Linked DNA regions of Mus musculus: region 2 is linked to region 1. Evidence: chromatin contacts called from public promoter capture Hi-C data. All regions are on one chromosome and are shown on one strand. Each heading gives the region's core, a stretch centred on a gene start, on an enhancer-like site or on the middle of the called end of the contact. The rest is flanking DNA. Distances are from core to core; before and after follow the strand shown.

What was found. Capture Hi-C pulls out chosen DNA fragments and counts their contacts.
Region 2: a promoter capture Hi-C map of liver shows a contact between it and region 1. The contact joins the promoter of Rnase1 here to the promoter of Pip4p1 in region 1. A contact is called at or near these places in 1 of 484 Hi-C or Micro-C datasets (erythroblasts) and 2 of 9 other capture datasets (liver and pancreatic islet).

Annotation. Positions count from the first base shown.
Region 1 is chr14:50,927,665-50,933,709 of GRCm38.p6, forward strand. Pip4p1 (phosphatidylinositol-4,5-bisphosphate 4-phosphatase 1) reads right to left here and starts at 3,185. Exons shown (of 7, transcript NM_001033271.5): 1 at 2,949-3,185; 2 at 2,470-2,660; 3 at 1,920-2,026; 4 at 1,538-1,643; 5 at 1,342-1,394; 6 at 1,157-1,247; 7 at 1-373. The coding sequence starts at 3,111. The coding sequence ends at 230.
Region 2 is chr14:51,143,400-51,149,444 of GRCm38.p6, forward strand. Rnase1 (ribonuclease, RNase A family, 1 (pancreatic)) reads right to left here and starts at 3,368. Exons shown (of 2, transcript NM_011271.3): 1 at 3,317-3,368; 2 at 1,603-2,520. The coding sequence starts at 2,496. The coding sequence ends at 2,047.

The DNA of each region.
Region 1 (6,045 bases), core at 1,935-4,434:
GGCAATGTTGCCTATTTACCCTAAACAGCAACCCCTGGAAGAGAGCAGCCAGCCAGCAATGGTCTTACCTACCCTTCCAAACATAAGGAAGGAAGGGACTGCTTCCTTCCTACCTCTCCCCAGGGAAAAGGGAGGCAGCTGTTTGGCTTCCTTGTAGAAGTCCAGAGAGCCTTTTGTAGTGTTACTGTTGGTACCAGGCAGCGGTCAGGCACAGACTGCATCAAGGGGCTCAGGAGAAGTTCTGGACAGGATGGCTGACCTTCATACAAGCCCAATAAAGGGCCCGACCCAAACATAGAACAGCCAACAAAATGACAAATGCCCAGGCTGCGTAGATCCCTCCATATTGCTGTGCATGCTTCCATGTACCAAACTGACAGATGAGGAAGAAGAAAAAGATGAGGTTACTTTTGGTATCTACTATTTCAAAGTCCTAGAAACAGTAATGCAATGCAAACTTCTGTCTCTGTACCCCAATCACTTGTAACACCTTCAGGGGTCTTTCCAAGATCAGGTGGTTTAGTGCTTCCTTCCCTTAAGCAGTAAAGTACTCTGCCATCCCAGGCATCTGCCAGCATTTCTCACATCTACTGAGTGAACCAGGATTGCTGATAACTCATTTCTTTCTCCAGAGTGGGGACACTGTTTAGCTTCTTAGTTTATTAGTGAATTTTAACTTTAGTTCACCTCTACCTAAAAGTATACTCCCCCTACATCCTATCACCAGACTCATTTTAGGTTTTTATTTTATAAGGCAAGGGTCTCATGTTGGTACCCTGCACAGCCTCAAATCCTATAGTCAATGGCCTTGAAATTCTATGCTCCTGCCTCTACCTCCTAGGTACTGGGACCACAGGCTTGCACCGCCATGCTCAGTTCTGCTCAGTTTGTGTGGTGCTGGATGATCGTGTTCATGCAAGCTAGGCCAATACTTTTACCAGCTAAGCCACATTTGCAGCTGGCAACAACCTACTCCCTCATTTTGTATTATAGATGGGGTCTTGCTATGTAGCCTGGGCTACCTTAGAACTGCCTGTATTCTTTGATTACAGGGACAGAACCCAACACCAGCTCTCTCACCATTCTTTAAGGTATCACCTTCTCAAATCTTAGCCTGTGATGAGGCTGGTAAGAGGTTTGCATTGAGGCTACTCACAGCAAGGCCAGTGGCAGTGACTGCCAAGAGTAAACCAAGCAAGAAGCAGCAAATACATCTCTTCCTAGGATATCGTCTCCCAATAGATGACCTGTGGGGAGCCAATAGAAACTGATATTTGGAATAGCCCTGTTGATTTTATGCCACCCACCACCCAGTCACCAGTACAATCCCTAACCACTTACACTTTTCTGCAGTGAGGGCATCGTGCCAAGGTTCGGTCTGTGAATTCTGTCCACTATGGAAAAAGAAGAACAGCCATAGAAAGAAGGCTCTCCTCCATGAGAACCCGAAAGCAGGGGGGAGGAGGAAATTCTTTTCAGGATTTACTACTATTCCTAGTACTTGCCTCCTCCAGGGTTTCCCAATATCCCTCCTCACCAGAAACGTGTTCTTGCAATGTCCACAGATGACCCTGACACCCATTGGCTGTGGCTCTGGACTCAGAGGTCCTGGATGCACAGGCCCTAGGTTGATGATTCTTTTGCTATACAGGGGGAAAAGTATGTTTTTAAAATTCTTAGTTCTATTTGGATCTGATGACACACTGCATCCCAGCACTTAGGAGGTGTAGGCAGGATGACTAGACATTCAAGGTGCTACTACACAGGCCTTCCTGCCTCCACTTCTCAGGTGCTGGGATTGAACACAGGCATGCACCACCTTGCCCAGCTCTAGATTTTTGTTTGTTTTTTTGTTTGTTTGTTTCCCTATTGCTTTACAACTTTCCTTACATATGGCCTTCTCTTCTTAGGTCTCTTACCAGTAGGGCCGAGGGCAGGCAATCCGCTGAGAAGTCACTTTGCAGATAAGGAGACAATTACAGGGGCATCGGACATACTTCTTTCCTGGAGGTGCATTCTTGATGGGCTAGAGAACAATGAATAAAGGAACAATGGGCATTTCAGCAGAGAAGCCCATTATCCCAGTCCTCTGCAAGGACATTACTGAGAAAGAGAATCAGACATTTGAGATATACAAATGTTGCCAGCAGAGTAGAGTGTGCCTGTGAGACTGGGGCAGGAAGATTGCAGAGTCTGATGGGAACCCGGGTCATTGTGAGATCGTCTCAGAAAAGCAGAGAACCCCAAAATACAAAAATCAAAAGCAACTGCAACAACTGCCAGTGAGAACTACACTTCAGGTCCAGGAAAGATCAAAAAGTGAGAGCTTGGTGAACGTTATTTTTAGTGAGTGGCTTCTAAAGAAATGGCTGCTGCAAGATGCAGGAACTGAAAGTTTCATGAACAGGGTGTTGAACCAGAAAGAGGATCCAGGAAACAAGGCCCATTCTGCAGATAGTTATAACTCACAGTGGCTTCGTTGCAGACACCACATTTGACTACATGCTGATGCATCTTGCCTTCCACGTTGATCGGAGACTGACAGACGCGACAGGTAATCATGGGGGCACTCCCACTATCCGGGCTAGTCAAGGGTGAGTAGGGGGGTGGGTCCTCTCCAGGCAACACGGCTGGATGTCCCTCAGGGAACGGGGGAAATGCTACGAAGAGGAAGCAGATAAACCCAAAATCATCATTCGAACACTTCCCACGGATGCTCCACGGACGTGGGGAACCCTCTGAGTAAGCTCGATCCGCTGCTCACAAAAAAAGCGCTCAGATCAGTTTCCTCAAAACCCGCTTTCAGGCCAGGCTTAGGCAGTGATTGCGGACCGAGGATGCCTCGCCCCGTGACAGGTGCCACGGGGCCACACCTGGCGCGGAAGCAGGCTCCGCCCCCTGACCCGATCCGCCCCTAGGCCTGCGTGCACCTCAGACCTCCGGCTTACCCTGGGGCGGGGCATGTTTACCGGCTCCGTACGGAGGTGCGGAGGGCGTCAGGCCTCCACCGGGCCCGGTCGCGCTCCCGCCCGGGCCCGCTAAGCCGTTGCCACCAGCGCCGCCATCGCCGGCCTCGGAGAGCAGCGGGGAGCGCTCTCCGTCTGCCGCCATGGCGACTCCCGCTCGGTCAGCGACCAGCTCCCGCCGCCGCTGCCACCGCCGCCGCCGCCGTCGCTACCGGGTCCCTAAGGCGCCTGCGCGCCGCGTTCGCCCGCAGCCAGTGCCGCCCCGCTCACGTGACAGGCTGGCCCCGCCCCTCTGCGCTGTCATTCGTGGACCTGAAACAGTTCCCGGTTTGTAAGGGAGCGTCCCTTCTCCATTGGAGAGAGACGTGTCACGTCACTGTCACATGGTCTTCCCGTAGCTGCTGAGTCCGTAAACACTGCACGTGACTCGAAGTTGTGCGAGCGATTGGAAGTGGGGCGGTCGCGCTACCTCCGGCCCAGGTGGGCGGCTGCCCCGCACGCGTCACGTGCGCAGCCTGTCGCGTGAGTCGCTCCTCATTGGGCCCAAGTCTCCCGTGGGACGTAACCCTATTGGCCCAAATTTAGCGCCAGAACGTGAGGGCGGCTGCCTTCTGGCTGGCAGGGCTGGTATCCTGGGCCGCGGGAACCGCCCTAAAACCTGGACAAGAATCGAAAAGCCACCGGGAGCTTGAGGGCTTAGCACGCTTGTCTGACTTGGCACAAGGCCCCCGAGTAGTGGTGATGTGGTTGCGTATGCCTGTAAATGCAACACTTGGGGAGATGAGTTAGGAAAGGGAATTCCAGGGTAGCGGAGAGAAACACTGAACTACACAAGGAGGATCAGAATACAAGAGGGCGGGGCACTGGGAAGATGCGTTAGCGGTTAAGGGAACTTTCTGCTCTTTCAAAGGAGCCTAGTTTGAGTCCTAGGGCCGATGCTACCTGTAACTCTACCTCCTGGAGATTGTGCACCCGGCAGCTACATACACGTGGCTTAAGTGCGTGGGCACACACACATATATATAAAATAAAAACGTCCAAAGTTAAAAAAACAGAAGGTCACAGTGTAGGGCTGTAATCCCAGACTATGGAAGATGGAGACAGGAGGATCAGACATTCGGGTTTGGCTAAGAGTTTGAGACCAGCCTGAGCTATATGAAGACTGTCTAAAAGCCTAGTGCGCATGCTGAGTCTGAGGCTGGCTAAAGCAAGAGGATCATGAGTTTGAGTCCGATTTGACTCACAAACGGAAATGAGAGACTGTTCCTGTAGGATGGTTATGGTGATGCTATCTGGTGAACTTAATGGTAACCATGCTGGAAGCCCTAGGTTCCCTTTCAGCGCCTAAAAAAGATAATAATAATAATTTTTTTTTAATTCTGAAAATGTGCTGTACTACCACTGCTACATCCACAGTCTTTAGTTTTGAGACAAGATCCTGGCTTGGAATTTGGTGATTCTTCGCAAACCTCCCGGGTAATTGAGAATACAGGCATTTGCCTCTAAGCATAGCTGTAAAATTATAATTAATTCTACAAGTGTCTCTACAAGGGTTAAGGTTGGAACCAACCTGAAAGCCCCTCTCAAAGCATGTGTGCAAGTGCTGTCTACGGAAGCTGCCATGGGAGAAAAGCAACTAAAACCCCCTACAAATCACAATGGCCAGCCCAGCAAGAGTGGGTTCAATAGTGTGGCACTTCATCTCAAGGGTAACCTGCTGGACTTTAGGCCTGGGATGGTGTGCTTCTGTCAACCTTGTCAACTACTGTGGCTGGTGACGTCATGGGCCCTAGGAGAAAACCCACTGCTGCTGCCCTCCTAAAACACTAAAATTCTGAACAGCATTCTAAATAAATACCTATATATATGTATCCACACGTCTGCCTGCTCCCCCCCCTCACACACACACACACTCTCTCTCTCTCTCAAATACACCATTAAAGAAGCAGCCTTTCCTCAGAGCAGATGGAGGCCACTACAGTGATCCACAACTGATCTAAATACCTCCATTGCTGAAATGAAAATTATCTTTTATTAGTGTCTCTCTCCACCGATGGAAGGGAAGTGCATCATTTTACTCAATTGATGTATACTGACCTGTCAGATATATACACATGTGTTTATTGATTCAGCTAGTGACTCAAATCCAAAGATAGTTTTGTCATATTTGGTAGATGAACGTCTTTAGACTTTGCTTAATTTTTGTCTTCAGCAAAGAAATTGTAAATGGAGGCTTTTTTGTTTTGGTTTGATTTTTTTTTTTTTTAAATAGGGTCTCATCCTTGAACTAGGCTGGTCTTAAATTCTTGGCAAGTCCCACCTCTCCTCAAAGGCCTGAGACACCATGCCTGATTCTAGGTTCTGATAGTTTTAGACACAGGTTTTTTTTTTTTTTCAGATTAGTTTCTACCATCAGACTTGTCTTCAACAACCCCAACACTCCCCAGCACATACTTAAAAAATGAGTCACAGCTCTGCAGACAACAGGCCAGTTTGCTGTTCTTGCTGATTTCTGCTATAGACTCTCAATTAGGTTAGGTTTCGCTATTTGGGCCCTTGCTATATATAGCCCCCCAAATCTATCCTTTTGTGATACGATACCTCCATCTTCACTAAAGTTGTGTTTTATGATAACTTATATCCGGTTCTAGCTATACAAAAAAAGTTAAAAGTAGAACTGGGGACATATTTCAGTGGTGAAGCACTTGCCTAGCACACATTATGCCCGGGATTTCAATCCTAGTATGCATTCCTGCCACCAAAACAATGTAGGGAGGAAAGAACCCATTTTATACTCTGAAGGGTCAAAGTAGAATAAATGAGTTTGTGTGTGTGTGAGAGAGAGAGAGAATAAATGGTTTATGTATTTATCTACTGTTCATTCATTTATTCATTTGTCATTTGGCCTCTAGGTGATGTTTTTGTTACAGATCAAATACAGGGTGTAGACTAGAAATCAAATGAAAGTAAATGTTAGCCACTAGATTGGATATTTTCTGACAAGTATGTGAGGTATTGAAGGAAGTACATGATAATTTATGAATTCCTCAGTACACACCTTTACATCTTTTTGTGCTGT
Region 2 (6,045 bases), core at 2,118-4,617, 220 kb after region 1:
AGCTGCCTGGAAAGGGGGCATGTGATGTTTCACTGGAACAGATGTCTGAGAGGACTCGTGATGTTTGGCACGAGTATAAATATAACCCAACAAACAATGGAAGGCAGTGTGGCATTGGCTCACTTTACCACTCTTTGCTGGTCTTCTGTGGCTTCTTGCCACTTCTGCAGACTCAGGCCAAAATTGGCAGAGCCTCAAAGTTTCTTCTGTGTCAAACTGCTATTACTGATCCATAAATGGTGTTTGCCAATAGACCGAACTACTGATAGTGATTCATGCAAAATGAACTGCTGATATCCTGACAGTGAAGATTGAAATTCCCCAAAGAACTATTTTTAGACAGGTCCACATCCCCCTTTGCCTTATTAACCTTTCCTTTCCACTACCTCTGATGGGTGGTGGGCTAGAAGAGAAGATAAAGCTTTTATGAACCCTTATTAAAGTGGTTTTGAAAAAACCTAAGCCTACACACAGGTTATCTTTTAGTTCTTCAGAAGTCTTGGAGACAGAAACACTTTCTTAGACATAGCAGAATGTCACAAGCAGTAGAGAGAAACAGGCACAATTAAACACCCTTTGATGCCAAGACTGGTCCTATATTACAGAAAACATGGGCACTCAGGTTAACGATGCTCAGGAAACAGCTGGAGTCCTGAGCTTCTGTTTAGTTATGAAGACAGCCATGGTTAGAAATAGCATGTGAACCTAAAACTGTTCTGCGAGATAAAGCCTGTCTCTGTTATCTGTACTTACATGCCTGGATGAGTTTATGTGCACCACATATGTGCAAATGCCCAGAGGCCAGAAAAGCCTCAGAACCTTTGGAAATGGAGTTACAGGTGACTGTGAGCTGTCATGTGGGTACTGACAACAAATCTGGGGCCTCTGAGAAAGCAGTCAGTGCATTTAGACACTGACCTACCTACTTGGAAGAAGTTCTTTCCCACCAAAAATAGCTGGGGCACAGTGGCACACACCTAAGAGCCCAGTACTTGAGAGGTTGGGGAAGCAGAAGCAAGAGTTCAAGGCCAACACTGGTTACATACTAAGCTTCAGGACACTCTGTGCTACTCAAATTGTTAAAGGAAAACCCCAATATACCTAAAACTATTGACTAATCTGCAGAGGAACTCTACAGTTTGTTCCAGGAGTGCTGGTGGCTGGTTCTTATAGAAACATACCTCCACTCTACACCTTCCATGGAGAACCGCGCCTTGAATCCTGGATCATCCGTAGGCAAGGCTGTGCATGTGACTGTTTCCCAAAAGCATCATCGAAATTGGATTTCCACTGTGGTTGTTAAAACTGAAGCCTCCCCACCCCCTACCCTCCACATTCCTATTTGTTCCATGAGGTCTGAGTCAAGGTAAGGAGGCAGGAGAGTAGGAAGCAGCCCCTGGAAGGCAAGACTGGATGCTGCTTTTCACTTACAATGAGAAAGAAAGTACAAAGTGAAACATGGATGGAAGAAGATAGCTGAAAGGCAGAGGCAAAGGTAACCATCTTCTACTCTCTTAATGGAAGAACTCTCTTCAGTAGATGTGACTGATCTGTATTGGTATGAGGAGCAGATGGACTTGGGAGCTATGGCTACTGAGTGCTGAAATAGATGTTAGACTTTATTGTATATGCGAAGAATGAATGATCAGCAGAGAGGCAGAAAAGTCTAGTTTCAATAGTGTAGTTAAAGTAGTCAGGAGTGAGGAAATTCTGGACCAATGAATGAGGTGACTTGCCCATTGTCCTTACTCCACTTCGAACTGCCCTAAATGCACAATTTATGATGAACAGAATTTTATTTGGTTGTTTTCTAAAGTCAAGAAAGTCTAAGGTTGAAGGGACATGTTCTGGTGAGGGCCATCTTGCTTCATTTGTCTACAGCAAGAGAGGGATCTGGGAGCATGACACAGGACAGGAACGCATGTTTTGTCATATGGAAGTCCTAACATGACTTACTTCTTTCAGAGAAAGAATGGTAGACAGAGGGGAGACAGGTGATGAGGTTGGGAGACATAGACATCTCACTGGTTTGGCCTATGTGGAGCCCTACACAGTAGCATCAAAGTGGACTGGTACGTAGGGGTTCCCTTCACAGGCCACAATGATGTGCTTCTGGTATTGAGTGGTCTTGTAGTCACAGTTGGGATACTTGGAGTTGCCCTTCAGGTGGCAGTCAGTGATGTGCAGGGCAGAGCTGCTCTTGTAGCAGTTGCTCTTCCTGTTCTTGCAGGTGACATTTTCCTGGGAGCAGACAGCCTGGACATCTGCCAAGGGCTCATGCACGAAGGTGTTCACGGGCTTGCATGACCCATTTGTCATATCCCGGCGTTTCATCATTTGGTTGCAGTAGGTGGGGCTGTTGATGGAGGAACCATCTGGATCCATGTGCTGCCGCTGAAACTTCTGTGCTGCAGATTCCCTGCCCAGGGAAGGCTGGACCCATCCAAGCAGCAGGACAAACAATGGAAACAGAATGAGGGACTTCTCCAGACCCATGGTGGCTTGGCTGCTCGGAAAAGCCTGAAAGGAAAGGAAGAGAAAAAAAGGACAAATGCTCAGAAGAGCTGCAGCACCCACCTCTGTCTCCACAGAAGACTCTCCCACCTCAGCTTCCTTACACATTAACACCCCCAGCCTCCCCAGCACAATCTCCCCAGACTCCCCAGCACTCCCTCCACCACTACCCTAGTCCCTGCAGCCACCAGCATACGCCCCAATCTCAAGACTGTCCCATTCTTTAGGTGAGCCAGAAAGATTTCCCTCTGCTGAGAGATCCTGCAAGTGAGACAGTTTTTCTTCATTACCTACTGAAGAGAAGCCATTCTTTTCTCTAGGTGGTGGGCTGTGTCTCCTAAACTCTTGGCAAAATGCTCAATAGGGTTGGGTTTTTTTTTTTTTCTCATATAAAATACATTTGAAAACTAGAGCACATTTGTAAATAGTGTCCAAATACCTCGTCAGAAGGTCATTTGGAAGACGCCTTAAGCTAAGTTGTATTTCTGGGTCTTTACTGACATCCAGGACTGTGGCTGTAGTCTCATTATCTTATGACATAGGGGAACTTGGTCTAGTGCCTGACTCTGGCAGTATACAGGGTTTGGGTTTTAGTCTAAAGACACGTGCTCCCTTCCCCAGCTTGGGAGCTCCATCCTCCCCGACCCACTCGTTCTTTATATCTGACTGTGCCATGCCTCCACCCCTGCCTCCAGCTGTTTGCTGGGCTCAGCTTTTCTGGAGTTGGTGTCAGTCAAGAGTGCCTGGCCTGGACTCTCTCAGTTCTAACTCTCAAGCAGAAATAGTTACTGAGGCCACTTACCTAAAATTTTAGTTTGAACTCCAAGACGAATTGGAAGTCAGTTTCTTCAGTCACACAGTCTCTGTGGTGTGGAGTTTAAAAGGATTCCAAGGGGTTGGCTTCTAAGAAAAAATGGGCGGAGTAAATCTGGGTCAATCTTATCTGAATAATAAAAACAAGGGCATTGAAACCTTGGAAAGGAAATCCCCAGAAGGCTGCCAGGAAAGAGAAAACACCTTTTGTGCCTCCTGTGCTGATTCCCAAGGGGCAGCAGAGCTAGCCACAGGGACAATGGCACATACACTTCACAGTCTTTCACAAAGCCTTGTAATTTATGAGCATGCTGTTTGCATCATATACAACCTGGAGGTTAACAAAGGACACACAGAGATCCTGGGAATCATGGAAGAGGGAAGCCCTCCTTCTCTATTTGAATCAAATTGATGGTAGTCAGAATTCCAGATCTCCCAGCCGTGCTTCTCTTGGGGAGAAAATAAGAGGCCGTCCTGTCTGCAGCTTGAAGGGTTCCCTACTAGTGGAGTTGGTAGGGTGAAAGTCTGGGTTGTGGCAGACTTGCCAAGCCAAACTCAGCCACTCATCCTCAATAGACCAATTATCGACAAATAATATCAAAAAAGTGGAAAAATACAGTGCATTCAATGTGGCTAATTGGGAAAGGGAGTAAAGAGAGTCCAGTGAAGGGGCTGGAGAGATGGCTCAGTAGTTAAGAGCACAGACTACTCTTCCAGAGGTCCCGAGTTCAATTCCCAGCAACCTCATGGTGGCTTCTGGTGTGTGTCTAAGGACAGTGACAGTGTACTCATATACATAAAATAAATAAATAAATCTGAAAAAGAAAAAAATTAAAAAAAAAAAAAGCTGGGCAGTGGTGTCTCATGCCTTTAATCCCAACACTTGGGGGGCAGAGGCAGGTGTCCAAGAGTCCTGTGAAGGGTCCTGACATGAGCTTTAGGCTTAAGTGGATGACAAAAGGCATTTATTATATAAATAATCAATCAGGATCAAAGTTTGGCCCCACCCATCACTGACTCATCCCTGGCTTGACTCCAGTCTGTCCTACAAGGTGGTCAGACAAGTTGTCAGACTGGTATGAAAGCTCTTTCTAAGACACAATTCCCTCTCTGACTAGCACAAGGCCCCTCACAGTCTTTCTTTCCCTAGCATGAGACTCCTGGGGAAATTCTTCTTGTTGTTCGCGGTTGTTTCTTTTCAACAGGTTCAGCCTTCAGTTAAGCATGTTAACAAAAGAGGCTTATCCAAGAGGACGAAAGCCCATGTCATCATCCATCATCCGACTCCCAGTTTCTTCCTTCTTTGCTTCCACTTTCTTCTCTGAAGTGGCAGCAGTGGTGGAGGGGGCAGGAACAGCCTACCAGTCCCTACATTGCAGATGAAACTTCATGTTGACCTTGGCCAGGGCCTTTGCAAACAAGCCAGACCAGAACGGTTCAACTAGCTGCTTTAATAAGGGGGGCTGTTGATCTTATCCTGTGACTGTCACCTCATCACCAGGCAGGATGAGAGAGAGCAGATGCAGGAGAGCTCAGAGAGTCCTGTGACTATGAGGACTGCCAGTGTGGTACTAGTCTCTGTGTGAAGTGAGGGCCTCATCCAAAGGCATCTTAGCTTCCTTGAAGTCTAGCATGTTGGCGGCAGCTGTGGGATGCCTCAGGAAACTCTCATCAACTGAGGTCTGTACCGGATAGTTTTATGTCAACTTGACACAAGCTCCAGCTATCTAAGGAGGGAAACTCAATTGAGAAAATGCCTCCATAATATCCAACTGAAGGGTACTTCCTTTATGATCAAGAGGGAAGGGACCAGCTCATTGTGGATAAAGCCATCCCTGAGATGGGGATCCTGGGTTCTACAAGAAAGCCGGTAGAGCAATCCATGGGGAGCAAGTCAGTAAAAAGCACCCCCACCCCTGGCCCCACGCCCTCTGCATCAGCTCCTGCCTCCAGGTTTTCACCCTGTTGAGTTCCTGTCCAGAGTTCCTTCAACGATGAACAGTGATATGGAAGTATAAGCCAAATAAGCCCTTTCCTCCCCACCTTATTTTTTGGTCATGGTGTTTGGTCGCAGTAATAGTAACTCTAAGACCGGACCCAATGTCTCAGTAGTCTGGTAGCCGAGGAGTGGGGTACAGCTGTCTTTTTTTTTAAGAGTATCTTTCAGAATAGTTATAGGAGGTTTGGAGAAGACAGAGAAGATACCTGCCCAGAGAGGAGACCTCCAGAGTGAGCTCTACCACTGCTGGCCACTTTCCACCATCTTCTGTGCCTGGTCTGGAGTATTCAAGGTAGTAAGACAGAGCTAAAGATAAACCAAAACCACAAACATTTTCTGGAGAAAATACACAATGAAATAGCTTAGGGGAGGCCAGATTACCCTGACTGTACACCTCTCCTAGGGAGCCCCATCCTGACCTATAAACAAAGAGTTTCTTATGGTGCTTATAAAGTTGACAGATCAAAGGGTTCCTCTTTCGCAGCTGGGAAGTGATCCCTTGTAAACAAGGAGAACACTGGGAGTGTGAGATGACTCCCTTAGCCTGTACCTGATGTGAAACAATGACAGCATTTAGGACTTTGAAACCCATACCCTGCCTCACTTTGGGGCTGAAGGTTGTTCTCGGCAGAAGCCTGCTTTCTGTAATTACTCTGATCTTTGCTCATCCTGCCCCCACCTCTGAGCTTGAAGATAACAACCATGCACACCACACCTCG